3 separate regions of the Drosophila melanogaster genome follow, and regions 1 and 3 are each linked to region 2. A link is a contact called in public ChIA-PET and HiChIP or PLAC-seq data. All regions are on one chromosome and are shown on one strand. Each heading gives the region's core, a stretch centred on a gene start, on an enhancer-like site or on the middle of the called end of the contact. The rest is flanking DNA. Distances are from core to core; before and after follow the strand shown.

Evidence for each region. ChIA-PET counts read pairs in DNA pulled down with a chosen protein or histone mark. HiChIP or PLAC-seq counts read pairs in DNA pulled down with a chosen protein or histone mark.
Region 1: a contact with region 2 is called in an RNA polymerase II ChIA-PET map of the S2 cell line, with 4 times the contacts expected there. The contact joins the promoter of jumu here to the promoter of Cyp12e1 in region 2. A contact is called at or near these places in 3 of 107 Hi-C or Micro-C datasets (the Kc167 cell line and the S2 cell line) and 1 of 6 datasets of contacts at active chromatin or transcription factors (the S2 cell line).
Region 3: a contact with region 2 is called in a CP190 HiChIP or PLAC-seq map of the Kc167 cell line, with 2.5 times the contacts expected there. The contact joins the enhancer-like site here to the promoter of Cyp12e1 in region 2. A contact is called at or near these places in 17 of 107 Hi-C or Micro-C datasets (the Clone 8 cell line, the Kc167 cell line, the PNm cell line and 9 more) and 1 of 6 datasets of contacts at active chromatin or transcription factors (the Kc167 cell line).

The regions. Positions count from the first base shown.
Region 1 is chr3R:10,348,272-10,352,433 of dm6, reverse strand. It overlaps jumu (jumeau), which reads right to left and starts at 2,252. Exons shown (of 3, transcript NM_079578.3): 1 at 1,847-2,252. The coding sequence starts at 1,906. CG31406 reads right to left here and starts at 3,673. Exons shown (of 5, transcript NM_169341.3): 1 at 3,317-3,673; 2 at 2,952-3,254; 3 at 2,827-2,889; 4 at 2,695-2,766; 5 at 2,424-2,638. The coding sequence starts at 3,514. The coding sequence ends at 2,525.
Region 2 is chr3R:10,433,423-10,438,029 of dm6, reverse strand. It overlaps Cyp12e1 (Cytochrome P450 12e1), which reads right to left and starts at 3,241. Exons shown (of 6, transcript NM_141746.4): 1 at 3,153-3,241; 2 at 3,005-3,095; 3 at 2,687-2,930; 4 at 2,522-2,638; 5 at 2,013-2,463; 6 at 1,326-1,954. The coding sequence starts at 3,230. The coding sequence ends at 1,367.
Region 3 is chr3R:10,514,259-10,518,498 of dm6, reverse strand. hth (homothorax) reads left to right here. Exons shown (of 14, transcript NM_057228.5): 12 at 4,155-4,231. Among named protein-coding and RNA genes, the nearest start is that of mir-4944, 3.2 kb to the right of the region's middle. Within about 2 kb of position 2,333, at least 14 of the 39 cell types and tissues checked have an H3K27ac peak or open chromatin away from gene starts, as enhancers often do. A contact at or near this core is called in the Kc167 cell line, eye imaginal disc, larval brain and 1 more, where this site is marked.

The DNA.
Region 1 (4,162 bases), core at 1,003-3,502, 85 kb after region 2:
GCGGCATACAGCTGGGCGCTCATATTCGGCAGCAGAGCGAAATGCAGACAAGTGGCAGTCCTCCCACAATCCTTGTGCGCCCATCTCTTTCCCACCTACTGCGCATTTTGGGGTAGGTGTGCCGCCACCCACTGAAATCGCCCCATTTGAAAGGCCCCAGTGGAAAGCGCGTTGAACTTTGAAGTTGTTCTTTGTTGGCTTTTTGCTTTGATTTTTGTTTCACTAATTTCTTTCTTTGCTGCCATGTTGCTGCAACAAAGGTTGCCGAAACCTCGGAGACGAAAGAGAACAGTGCGAAAGAGATGGAGAAGGTGGGAGAAAAGCTTTTGATGTGGGAATTATTGTCGACTGTTGCTTTTTGGTTTTCTTTTGTTCTCGCACTTACACAAGCGTACAAGATGAAACGATTTATTTTGTTTGCTTTTCTTTGTTCCCCTTCGCACACGCACACGCTTACTGGGAATTCGCAACACTTGTAGATTGTGCGTGCGTGCGTGTGTGGAGTTTTGCATGTTGCAAGTAACAGGCGCACGTGTTTTCCCAAGTCCGTTCGTTTGATTTTCTATTGAAAATGTGCAAACTTTGCTGGAGGTCAGTTCCTCTGACGGACTGACAATTTAGGCGGTCAGTTTAGCCCAAACTTCAAAGCCATACCCCCACTTTCTGGCCCAAAATCATTAGCCACTTGGTTGGACTGTGACTAAAACAGATGAAAACCGAGAGATTCGAGGTGAACGCTTGGCCTTCAAAAAGTTTAAAACGCAAAAGCCGAAGAAGAGGCCACCAGACGAAAAACTCAGCGAACCGGCGGAGAAACACACTAAAGTACTCAGCGCATATTGGCGGCCAAGGAAATAGGACTGCAAATTTATTAACCTGTGCTAAACTGTAGAATGTGATAACGTAACTCTACAGTGAATACTCGACCAGAGAAACTCTCTAACATTATACAAGTAAATTTATGCCGAAGAAATAATCCTTTTAGTTAAAAAAAAATCTTTGGTACCTTCTCCTCTCATACTGTGTTATATTATAGAGTTACTCTTTGAAAATGAAGATAAGAAATTCTTAAACCTTATAAATTGCAAGAAATAATATATTATAAGGTGTGCTATTGTTTCATCCGCCGCTGTGTGTGACAGAAAATAAATAAGCCAAATAATTGCGAATGGCTACAACAAAAGAAAGACTTGTGCTGTGTGCGCCAAAGTAAAATACTCCAAGTGTCTTAATAATACAAGTAGAATAATACAGGCAATCCCCTCCCGTGAAAAGTGAATTGATGTCCACAATTAAGTGCAAATAACAGTCGCTTAACAGAGGTGAATTCTGCGGCTAGCCGAGTTAGTAACCCCCAAAATAAACAGCAGACTTCCTCAAACGCAATGGTACTATACTTCCATTATTTTTTATCGGCGCTCCGCTGTTCCGGTTGTAATTAATCATCAATTTTTTGGGCGAAAAAGAAATTTTTCAAAGTTTAACGATCAAATGTAAACACAGACACACACACACACAAACGTTAAACGCGGCGAGGGCGAATTGGCGAGTCAACAACACAGCTTTGGAGCGAGCGAGGCGGGGAATATTTGGCCGCAGGGGCGAGCGAGATGGCGAGTGGAACCAAAGTTTCGCCGCCAAACTGTTCTTGGTGGTGGGTTTTGCTCTTCATGTCGGTATGGGAACAGTTGGGGTGTGGGGAACGTGGAGACCGAACGTTAAATTCAAAAATTGCGCCTGTCTGTGTCTCGGCACATGCGAGTGTATGGGTGCGTGTGGCCGGCCGGCGAAATGTTCGCGAAAAGTTATTATTCTCGCTTAGCTCGCCTTTTTTGTTTCAACTCACCGCATATTTGCTGAAGAATCCCTCATGTATGCCGCTCGAATAATCCTCTAGTTCGAACATGTTGAATCTTTTATGTTTTTAGCATGCACTTTGTTTTGATCGATGTTTCCGCCTGGCGAAGATTTCACCGGAATATCGTCCGCCTCTCTGCTTCTTACTGCCAATTCCAATTAACGGTTCTATTTCGAAACAGCGCACAAAAAATATATTCAGTCTCAACACCGTTGTTCCTTGGCAATCCAAGCCGTGATCTCTGCACTTTTCAAATTCTACTTCCAGCAAAAGGACATGGCGCTCGCGCTCAATATATCGCAGTTATCAGGAGCGCACAACACCGGTCTCGTATTCGAAGTCGCGGAGCAATGATAAAATAAACCCGCCCGGTCAGAATTCGAACGAAAAATGAGAGCGCCCGAGACTGGAGTGACCGTACCTCCGTTTTTGGAAAACGTTGACAATACACGGCACCGCAACCAGTGGCAGGTTGGGAGCTCGGGTAACCATTTAGCCGGGAAACGAACCCTGCGTGTAACGGCTTTTTAAAAGGTAACCTCACTGTTCGGCATTCTTTGTTATTAGGTATTCTTAATTATTTATATTTATATTTTTGCTTATAAAAGCAACTAAAATCAATTTTGAACTTTAAAAACAAAAACAATTAACGCAACGTGATACAAATTATTCGGCTTGATGTTCGATGTGATCTTTTCCAGCTTTTTGAATGTCATTACACTTTTTGGACTTGTGCTCCCTTGTCGACTTCTTTAGGCTTGGTTTCATATTTGGATTTGCCTAAAATTGGAATTTTATAAATACTAATATTATTAGTATCTGTATCTTCATTTTACATTATCGTTTGTCGCTGCTTCTGGAGTTTTGGAAGCCAGTAGTTTTTTATCCTTCTTTAATGTGCTTGTTTTCTAAATATATTATATATTTTATAATATTTTAATATATGCATATCTTTTGATATTTCTTACTTCATTTTCATTCGAATTTTGTGCCTGCAGTTGCTTCCCATCCTTCCTTTTTGTTCCTGTTTTCTAAATATTTTATATTTTGTAATGTTTGAACAAATATTTTTATATCTTTGGATATTTCTTACTTCATTTTCGATAGATTCTTGTGCGTCTAGAAGATTTGCAGCCACCTTGACACACTGACGTGCAGCCGGAAGTTTCTTCACATTTTTCTTGGGCACAGGAGGTCCTTCTTCATTCATTTCATTAGATGCTTGTTCCTCCAAAAGATTTGCAGCCGCGTCGGCGCACGGAAGTGCAGCCTGCAGTTTCTTAACATTCTTCTTGGGTGCAGGAGTTTCTTTGGACCTCGCTGCTTCTGTATTTTGGACTGTGGAACTCAATTTGGAATCCAGTTGCTTTCCATCCTTCCTTTGGGTTCCTGTGTTCTAAATATTTTATATTTTGTAATGTTTGAACAAATATTTATATATCTTTGGATATTTCTTACTTCATTTTCGTTAGGTTCTTGTGCGTCTAGAAGATTTGCAGCCACCTTGACACACTGACGTGCAGTCGGCAATTTCTTAACATTCTTCTTGGGCACAGGAGGTCCTTTGGTCCTCGAAGATTCTGCTAGGATGTTCTGGTCAGATAAGGTCAGCACTTGGTTCTGCTTCTTCGTAGCTGCACTGCGAGTAACCACCATTTTCGGTTCAAAGCTAACGTAGAAAATTCAAAAAATCAAGATAATGGAAATTTGGTGTAGATTCAAGCGAAGTGCAATAAGATGTGGGAATTTCAGTAAAAAGGTAAATAGGTTATTTGGTTAGTGGCGCGACACTAGACAACCAGGCTACTTCCAAACACGAAGTCACAAATTTAAAAATATCTGAAATATTTTTCCCAAAGATATATAACCACTTAATAAACTTATAATAACCACTTAAGTTCAGTCGCAGGAAATAAAGCCCTTAGCTTGCAGTTCATTTATTAAAAATTATAATATTATATATTATAATTATAAAAATTATATATATATATATAGTGACGTATTTGGGTGGTCCAAACCAGCCACTTCCATTATTTCAAAGAAATCAGTAATGCACTCTAGTAATTTTCCATAACGTATCCCAGCTGCGCAGCATTCGTTTATCTTTGGCAGCGCAGCCGTTCTTGTAAACATCCTAAAGCCTGACCTAAGCAGATTTGACTGCCCTCTTTCAACGCTACCTAATCTTAAGAACCCAAGAGCGAGGCTCTCCCGAAATACAAATATTGTTCAAATACTGAGGCTTCTCCTCAATCCAATTTGCATTTGATTTTTAGTCTTAAGCTGAGATCCAAAGAATAAAGT
Region 2 (4,607 bases), core at 1,992-4,491:
CCCCCTACCTTTGGCAGGACACATCTCCTGGTCAATAATGAATTCCATTCATTTTGTCTGGGCCACTCGCTTCGCCTCTACCTCCTCATGCTATTCATTTATGCAATTGCAAATGCATTTCGTCCCGGGCACAAGTTTGCGAGTCCTTGGCCAGGAAACGTGACAGAACAGCAGGCAGGGAATCGGAATCGGGTTCTCCTTCTTACCCTCTCCCGACAGCGATAAAACTTTATGCACTGCAAAATGGGAACAAGGAGCAAAGAAGCAAAGGAGCTGGGAGCTAGGAGTAGAGTAGTAGAGAAGTAGAGGAACAAGGAGCTGCGGACCCAGCATTGACATTTCAAGTGGACCCCATCCTCGGAAGCGCCATCAGAATAGTTTTAATAATGCACAAGACGACGACCAACGAGTGAGTCCGGTCTGCAGCATAAAATCCAGGACATACGAGCAGGACTTTCTAGCAGAAAACAGATAGAAAGAGTTTGCATGGAGGAGAAAGCGAGGGGGTCAGATAAGATCCGGCACAAGTAACTGAAAGAAATAAAAGAACGAGAGGAACAAACATGAAAATTCAATGCAACTTTGTCTATTCGATGTCAAAATGAATACTTTTGCATTATTTATGTCGGCGCATTTGTTTGTCCAACTACAACCGATAACGAAGGACGCGGAGAGGCAGAGGCAATAGTTGAGTGAGCATTCGAGTTGTATGGGTTAGTATCCTGCATAGATGGCTTAAAGCGAGTGTATAACGAAGCTGATTAAACTTGAACCTAACGTTGATTAAAGGCAGTGAATAGTACTCAATCTGACACAGAGGTGGCGCCACAAGTGATCTTTGGCAAAAATATTGCATACTTACAGGCTTTAACCAAAATCTATACGATCTTCATACTTTAGACTATAAGATAATTCGTTTAAAGTTGTTTGCGAACAAAAGCTCATTTAAAATACCTTTTCTCAAGATTTTCAAGACTCCAGTCACCACCCCTCCATATACATAAATTACACGACGTATTTTTTCTCTGCAGTCAAGAGTCCTCTTCACATGGCCGGCAAATGCCAAAGTTATTTTGGGACAGCAGTAAAGATATGTTGGCTCAAGTGGATGTTGCCGTATTGAGTTCAAAAGGACACTTCAGCGACGAGGACATGTGAATGCAACCAAAAGCACTTGAATGTCTTTAGCCAGGCGATTACAAGTTGTTGTTGACTCAAAAAAAAAGTGGGAATATTAAGAAACCTTTTATCTATACAATATCATCTTTAAATAGGTTTTTTTGTGCACATAATATTCAATTTGTATTATTTTAAGGCGTGTTTTCCTGAGTGAACAATGATATATATTTTGCAAGCATCATCAACATTATTCGTTTCGCTCTATAAACTTAAACTTAAAGGGAATGTTTGGTTGCACAAAGAACTGTGCCTTAAACGCATTTTCAATGGGATAGTCAAACCCGATCTTAAAGTTTCTTACCAACCGCGAAATGGCGATCTCCAGCATCATATCCACAATCCTCTTGCCTGCGCAAGATCTTGGTCCAAAACCAAAGGGAAGATACATAAAAGGAGTGGCAGTTTCACCCACCAAATGGGAGTTGGATTCATCGCGCAGCCACCTCTCAGGGATAAATTCTCGAACCTTGGGCACAAACTGCTCCATATTGGCCATCTGGTAGTTGGCCGCAATGCCAACATCCGTTCCGGCCACAACTCTATATCCACTGAGCACCACATCGTGGGGCATTCGGCGAAGGGTTCCCGGGCCAATGGGATACATGCGAATGCCCTCCTTGATGCAGGCCCTTAGATAGGGCAGATTTCTCATATTTTCTATGGTCAGCGATGAGTCCTTGTTGGGTAATATTCCCCTGATCTCCTCCAGAAGTCGAGCCTGCTTGTCAGGACTCTTGGACAGGCTGAATAAGATTCCTCCTAGGGTTACAAGAGTCTGCCAATGAAATAGAATGAACTTTAATAATTTTGAAGTGATTCAATTGTAAACTTACAGGATCCGCTCCTGCAAATAGCAAATCCATGGCTATAATCACTGCTGTTTGGCGATCGAAGCGGGCCAGCTTCTCCAGCAGGCTAGTTTCCAAACCAATCTCATTCAGTGTTCCAGCCTTGGCGTCCTCCTCGATCCGTTTTAAAGCGTTCCCAATGTGGAAATAGCAAAAGTCCGTAATTGTATCCAATGAACGCATGAGCTTCTTGAAATTAGGCATTGGCAAATATTTCCAAAATGCGGGCATAATGTCCAGCTGAAAGCCCAGCTCAACTACATCTTGCAGAGCCAAGACGAGCTTTTGAATATCCTTGTTATTCCGCTGTTCTCCCAATAAGCCAAGATGTGTGTTCAGGGCAACAGAGCAAATCGATTCGATCACCAAATGCCGAATGTCCACGGCAAAGTCATCTGGCATCTCTTGCGTAACAGGATCTCGAATAATGCGAATGCTTAAATTTAATTAAAGAAGTTCTTTTAGATTTTAGTGAAAATTCTAACATTGCTTACCGCTCCAGAAACTCATCGCTTACTTGTACCAAATTCGTCATATAAAGCTTGGCGTTACGTGGTTGCAACAAAATGGGATTGACAGCAGTGCGCATTTTGCCCCAAGCAGGTCCATTTCTAAAAGTTTATAAATGTCATATTACTCCTCAAATCTAGTTTACTTACCCCGAAGTCAACCCATCATAGCCATCGAATACTTCCCGCCGGTGAACCCTTTTAAAGTAGTCCATTACCTCAAAACTCCTTCTATAAGGATACTGACCCTCGTTTCGAAAGATTACTTCGTAGTCCTGAGGATTCATCGTTAGCACCAAATCGGTTCCTGCCACACTGGGCATCCGAAAGATACTTCCATATTGTCGGTTCATATCGAGAAACATTTCGTGGACCGGCAAATTCTTATAGAGACCTTAAGAGAGGATTTCAACAAAAGATCAACAATTCTCGAATGAGAGAATACTGGAAAGCTTTTCCTTCACTTACCGCCCGGCAGAAAAGCTCTGATCAATTGCAATTTACTGGGTCCCGGAATATCAGCATAAGGTTTGGCCTCTTCCAAGTTCACTGCTGTGGCCTATTGATTTATGCTACATACACATATAAATATATATTTAAAATATATTTTCCTTACCTTTTGGGCCAGACCCCTGCATAGCTGGTAGATCTGCCTAGAGATCTGTTTATTTGCGTTCCACTGCGTTGACAACATTTTGCAGACTAAAAAGATTCTTTCAACTTTCGATTAGTAAACTTTTTGAATTAATTCACATTTAGTGAGCTTTGCAAAGCTTTCCAGTTCGCTCTTTTTCTCAGCGGGTGAATATTTGATTAATTTTGTTTATGTTTTTTTCAGCAATTTGTTTTGGTCTCGATTTCGTTGGAAAGATTGCAAAACTTGGAAATAAGCTTTTGTGATGTCATAATTGGAATGCCTATCTTAATTCTATATTTTGTCTTTCGTCTGTTATTTCTGTGTACTCATTCTACAAATAAATCCAATGTTTAGCATAAGTGTATGATACATTCAAACTCTAATAGTCGCCACATAGCGTTCACTATCTGTTAAGGTATCTAAATTCATGTTAAGCTTATAATTTCCCTAGCTAACTTACACATAACGCATACGCAACGTTGACCCTGTTAGATCTTTAAAAACCTTAGCAGAGCCGCCGGAAATTTAAGCCTGTCACCAACACACACCCACACAGGGACAACGATACCCAGACAAAGGCAATATCAGCGGTGACAGAAAATCTATATAGACGGGCCAGACTGACGGCTATAATAAAATCGATTTTTTATGTTTTTGGCAACTGACAAGGACGCGTCGCAGCGAGTGTAAGCGTCTCGACAAGCGGGCCCATAAATATATCCTGTGTAAGGACATACACACCCACCGACTGAAACCCAGTCACACACACAGGGACACTCGAGCACGCACACACACGCTCGCTCACACTCACACTCACACAGAGACAGCTGATGATGGGCATACAAAAGTTGACCTCGACTTTGAGCTGTCAAAGCCAGCTAACTAAACTGACCTAAACCAACAAAAATCGACTTTTGCAGCCTAAACACAAAGCCTGAGGATGACGTGGCCGGAAAAAAGGGGGCGTGGCAGTCAGAGGGCGACGGAGGGGTGTTAAAATACAAAATATCAGCATGACGCAATGATTTCCGGGACGGGAGTGAAAATGAAACCTGTTGGAGCGGCGAGCTGTTGGCAATATAAACAAATTCAATTTGACAGCTGACAGCGACGGCGGTTCACACAAACACATCGAAAAGGCGAGAGCGCACCACACACACACACACACACATAGTCGTAGGGAAAAGAGAAAGCAGCACACACATACAGAGTAACAAACAAAAGCCGCAAGTAATAAACTTTTACGATCTGTTTTACGGCCACGCGGCACGTGCAACTAGGCCCAGGATATTTGGAGTAAGCGGGGTCGGCGGGTGGGTTGCAACATAAATTTAATGAAGCTAAAAGCGGGGCGCAACAACAATGCAGACATCTCACCCACACGAAAACACACATACACCCACATTTACAAAAGGAAAGAGAGGAAAGAACGAT
Region 3 (4,240 bases), core at 1,084-3,583, 81 kb before region 2:
TTCTCAGTTTGCCCATATGCCCCAGGTCCGCTTCCATTCTCCATTTAAAGCTGCCCCCCCCCCCTCTTCTGACCAGCGAAAAACCCTCCCTCACCAGCAATTTTCTTCCGGCTGTCTGCTATTGCCGTTCTGTACTGTTCTGCTTTTGGGCCTACATTTTGGCGTTGCCGTTGCAACGGGCAACTTGCAACCCCCGAAAAAAAGTGCGGAGAGCGCGAAATGTTAAGCCGTGGCAAAATGGCCAAAAGGAAGCCATAGAGGGCGGTCGAAGAAGACTGGCGGGAAGGGTGGGGCAGGGGCATTAGGTGCAGTCGCGATGAAAGAGTTGCATTGTTGTCAGCGAGTCATGTTGCAACGGCGCTTAGTGTGTGGCATGGTTCAAGGTGCCGGCTCAAGACGAATCTGCAATGCGCTGCACAACGATTTAAGCATTCAGATTAAAGAATGCACTCAGTACATGTGGTACTCGTTAGATAACTATTTTTAAAAATATTTATATCTTTGAACAAGGTATTTTGAAAAGACTTAAATATCTTGTGCTACTTATTTACCGTCCCACTAAAACGTAGGGCATCTTCTTTCCGGCCACGCTGCATATTATTATGATTTTCCGCCACAACACTTGGCGGATGGGGCAGCATTGCGATTATTGCTGGGCCTTCTAGCTCACCTTATCAGTGTGGGCTGTCAAGAGAGGGTAGAGACGGAGAAACACTCATTTGGCTTTGCTTAGACTGGAAAAAATCTGTATAATGGCCAGCAGTCGCCTTTTCTTCGCTGTGGCAATGCAATTTTCACCGCTGCAATTTGCTGCCAACGTGGTTGTTGTTGCTGCCGTCGCTGTTGCAAGTGTAGTTGGTGTTGCTGCAGTTGGCGATGTTGCTGTTGTTGCTGTTGCCGTTGGCTTGTTTCACAAATGGCGTCGCATTTGGCGTTGTTAATGGCGTCGGCATCGCTGGCATCGCTTGGTTGCCCGTTGTTGGTGCCTCATGTGTATGTTGAATGTGGGGTACAGAGACGGTGAGTGCAAAGCGGGACCTGACTTCTTGGGCTTGTTGTGCCATGTGTCACGGCGTTGCAGTCATGTTGACATCATTGGGCCCAGGTCCAATTAAATGGGGGTCTCTCTCTCTCTCTCCCTCTCTCTTTGGGGCCCGGGCCCGTGGGCCTTCCACTTGTCAGCAGGGGGAGAAAAGGAGTAAGTAAACCCCAAGCCCCCCGCCCAACACACTCCACACACATCAGTGTGCGATGATTGTTTTAAATTCATTTGCCAAGTTTAAATAAACACACAACAAAGTGAAAATATGCTGGCAAAAAAGTGGAGCGAGTCAAGTTGCCACAGGGACGGAAGACAGCAGACAGAAGGCAGGAATCACAAAAAAGAAAGAGACGGCCAGCCCAGCGATAGAAAGAGACGGAGCGAGTGACTAGGGGCCGGGGATGGGGCGACAACTTAAAGGCGTGACAGTAATTAATTATTTTGTCGTATGGTAAATTAATAAACCAAATGGACTTTGTTTCTACTTGACATGTTATGCACTCTCTGCATATCCACATGCATGCATTTACCCACATGTGTGTGAGTGCGAAATGCATAATTGCTTTCATTAGTCTAATTGGTGCAACAAAGTGCAGTTGAAAGAAAAACGCTTAAGCAGACAGAGACAGCACGTCCGGGGCAGAGGGAGACGGGCTGCTAAGCTCTTGGGAGTACACTCATGACGGAGAGTAGGCGTTGAAAGAAAAGCTTTTGCAAATGATATATATGCACTTGTGATCCCCAAGAGTCGGGCAAGTCAACGAACTTGACCTGCCAGATATATGTATAAAGGATTATACTCAGTTGGGACAAGTCTGTCGTATTTATAGTTGCTAAAGAAATCTATGTCTTGTGCTGTGATGTTCTGGGTAACAAAGGTAATGGATTTAGTTATGATCTTATTCTTGGCACTGGTGATTAATGAAAACGAAAACTTTTGGGCTTTGGAAATAAAATATTTATTTGATATTAGAATACTATTTGTAAGGTTGCCGTATACGGCTGATTTATATTTTGGCTTATATAACCTTCCCTCTGCAGGCATTAAATTTCAAAATATATGTTATTCCCGAAGTTGGACTCTCAATTATTCGGAGTTCGTAGACCATTCCTTTTCCCCATTGACAACCACAAAGTTGTTCCTGCTACTGCCAGATGTCTCGGCTCGTGTTGGCCACAACATCAAATCAATAACCAGGCTCCACCTGCATCTAGAATCAGCCAAAGCCAAAGCCACCCACCCACTGCCTGCTTTTCTTGTGAGAAAGCCATCTCTGCAAATAGATGTGCGCCACAAAGTATGCTATAAATTCCATTTTAATTTACCTGCATGTAATTTATGCCTTCTGACTTCTTGAACATTTTATATGGATGAGAAAACGAGGTGCAGCAGCAGTTGCGATGGAATGAGGCAACATTGCCAATGGCATGTCCATTGTATTTACATGGCTCCTACGTTTATTTGTCAATACGCAAATTTCATATAGTATTTCGTATCTGGCAGTTTTGTTGTTGCTGGCCGAAAGTGCGGGCGTGTCAGGCTGAAAGTCCTGGCCTCGACAGGACAGCAAACAACTATTGCCGCCGGGCAGGACTACAACTTGGACTTTGGACAGCAGCAAGACAACACGTAAAATTTATTAAACACAAACAATAAGGCAAATGCATTTAAGGAGCCCACAGCTACACAGCTACACAGGCCAAGCCCTCGCTGCTGCAGGACAACAGCAGCAACAGCGGCAACTAAATTGCATTACAGCCGGCCAGGACATGCCAGCACACAGATAGACACACAAATACAAGGACACAGACGAAGACAAGGATGTGCAGCGTTGCACATTTCGATTGGAATGGCCCCGCCTTATATGTATAACCTCTCTGTGTCTGTGTATGGGTGACAGTTCATACATTTTTCGGGGCCGACCGTAAATTGCCAGACATTTTCTTAGACCAGTGCAACGACAAAATTGCATTTGCAGACTGCGGAATGGGATCCCCTTGAATCACAATTATCGACTGGTGACGAGTGGCCCAAAAGCTGCAGGAACCGCCCACAGCTGCCGGAAACGATTGCGGCCAGTCGAGGGTTAAAACACAAAGGCTCCTTCGTCCTTCGAGCACGCGCACAAGCATATCCCGATTTTTCGAGGGCGAAACAAAGCCAAAATCATTTGACGGCAACTTCCGCTGAGCGGAGATCCTTAGAAATAATTTTTTGACAGCCGCCAGGTGACTGGTTAAACCCTTGCCTTTAATGCACTGAAAAAATTGAAGTATGCTAAAAAGCTGCTCTATGAGTAGACGTATACACAAAATTAACTTCTTGAGCCATTCAAAAATGTTCGGATATTTTCTTTCCCCTGTAACAGTCGAAGCAGCATTAATGGAGTGAAATTGTGCTGCGATCGGAATCATTGAATCAACAATAAGTGCACAACAACTAGGCAAATAAAAGAAATTGTAATAAGCGCCAGGGCAGCCAGCCGATTAGATTAGCTGCTGGGCAGCCATAGGGGTTAAGGGGGCGGGTCGCCTGTCCAGGGGGAGTGGCACTTTCACTTTAGCCAAACTATTTACCCACTGACGCCACTGTGTCGGCGGTTCGACTGCAAGATTTATGGGAAGTGGACTACTCGTTGGCATTTGTTTGCCCATTTGGCGCTAGACACGCGCTCCAATTGCACCGCCCCACCTCCCTTAACCCACACCATGCGGTCCGATTCCCCGTGCTTAACCCCCTAAGGTAGCGGCAATTGAGGACACTTTGAGTGGCACTGCTGATAAGGAGGACGCACTGCAACCGGTCCCCTGATAACACCAAAAACACCCGAAAATGCTGCGTTTCAAGTGCAGCCATCCACGCGGGCTGACAGGTTCCCATTCGGTTTTATTGCGGCCATGATTGATCGATTGTTTGGCCGGTTGGCTAGATAGATTGTAAATAAATTGGGCACTGCAACAGTTTGCCCAGCTCCGAAATTTGTCAGGACAGGGTTTTCCATATTTATTCCATGTAAACAACTTCCATTTAATATATGTACAGTACTAAAGAGAAAACTTCAAACACGCAAATATAATATTGTAATCATATCATTTTGACATTTCCTTTCAGCATCCCTACCCATCCGAGGACCAGAAGAAACAATTGGCCCAGGACACCGGCCTAACGATACTGCAAGTGAATAATTGGTGAGTATG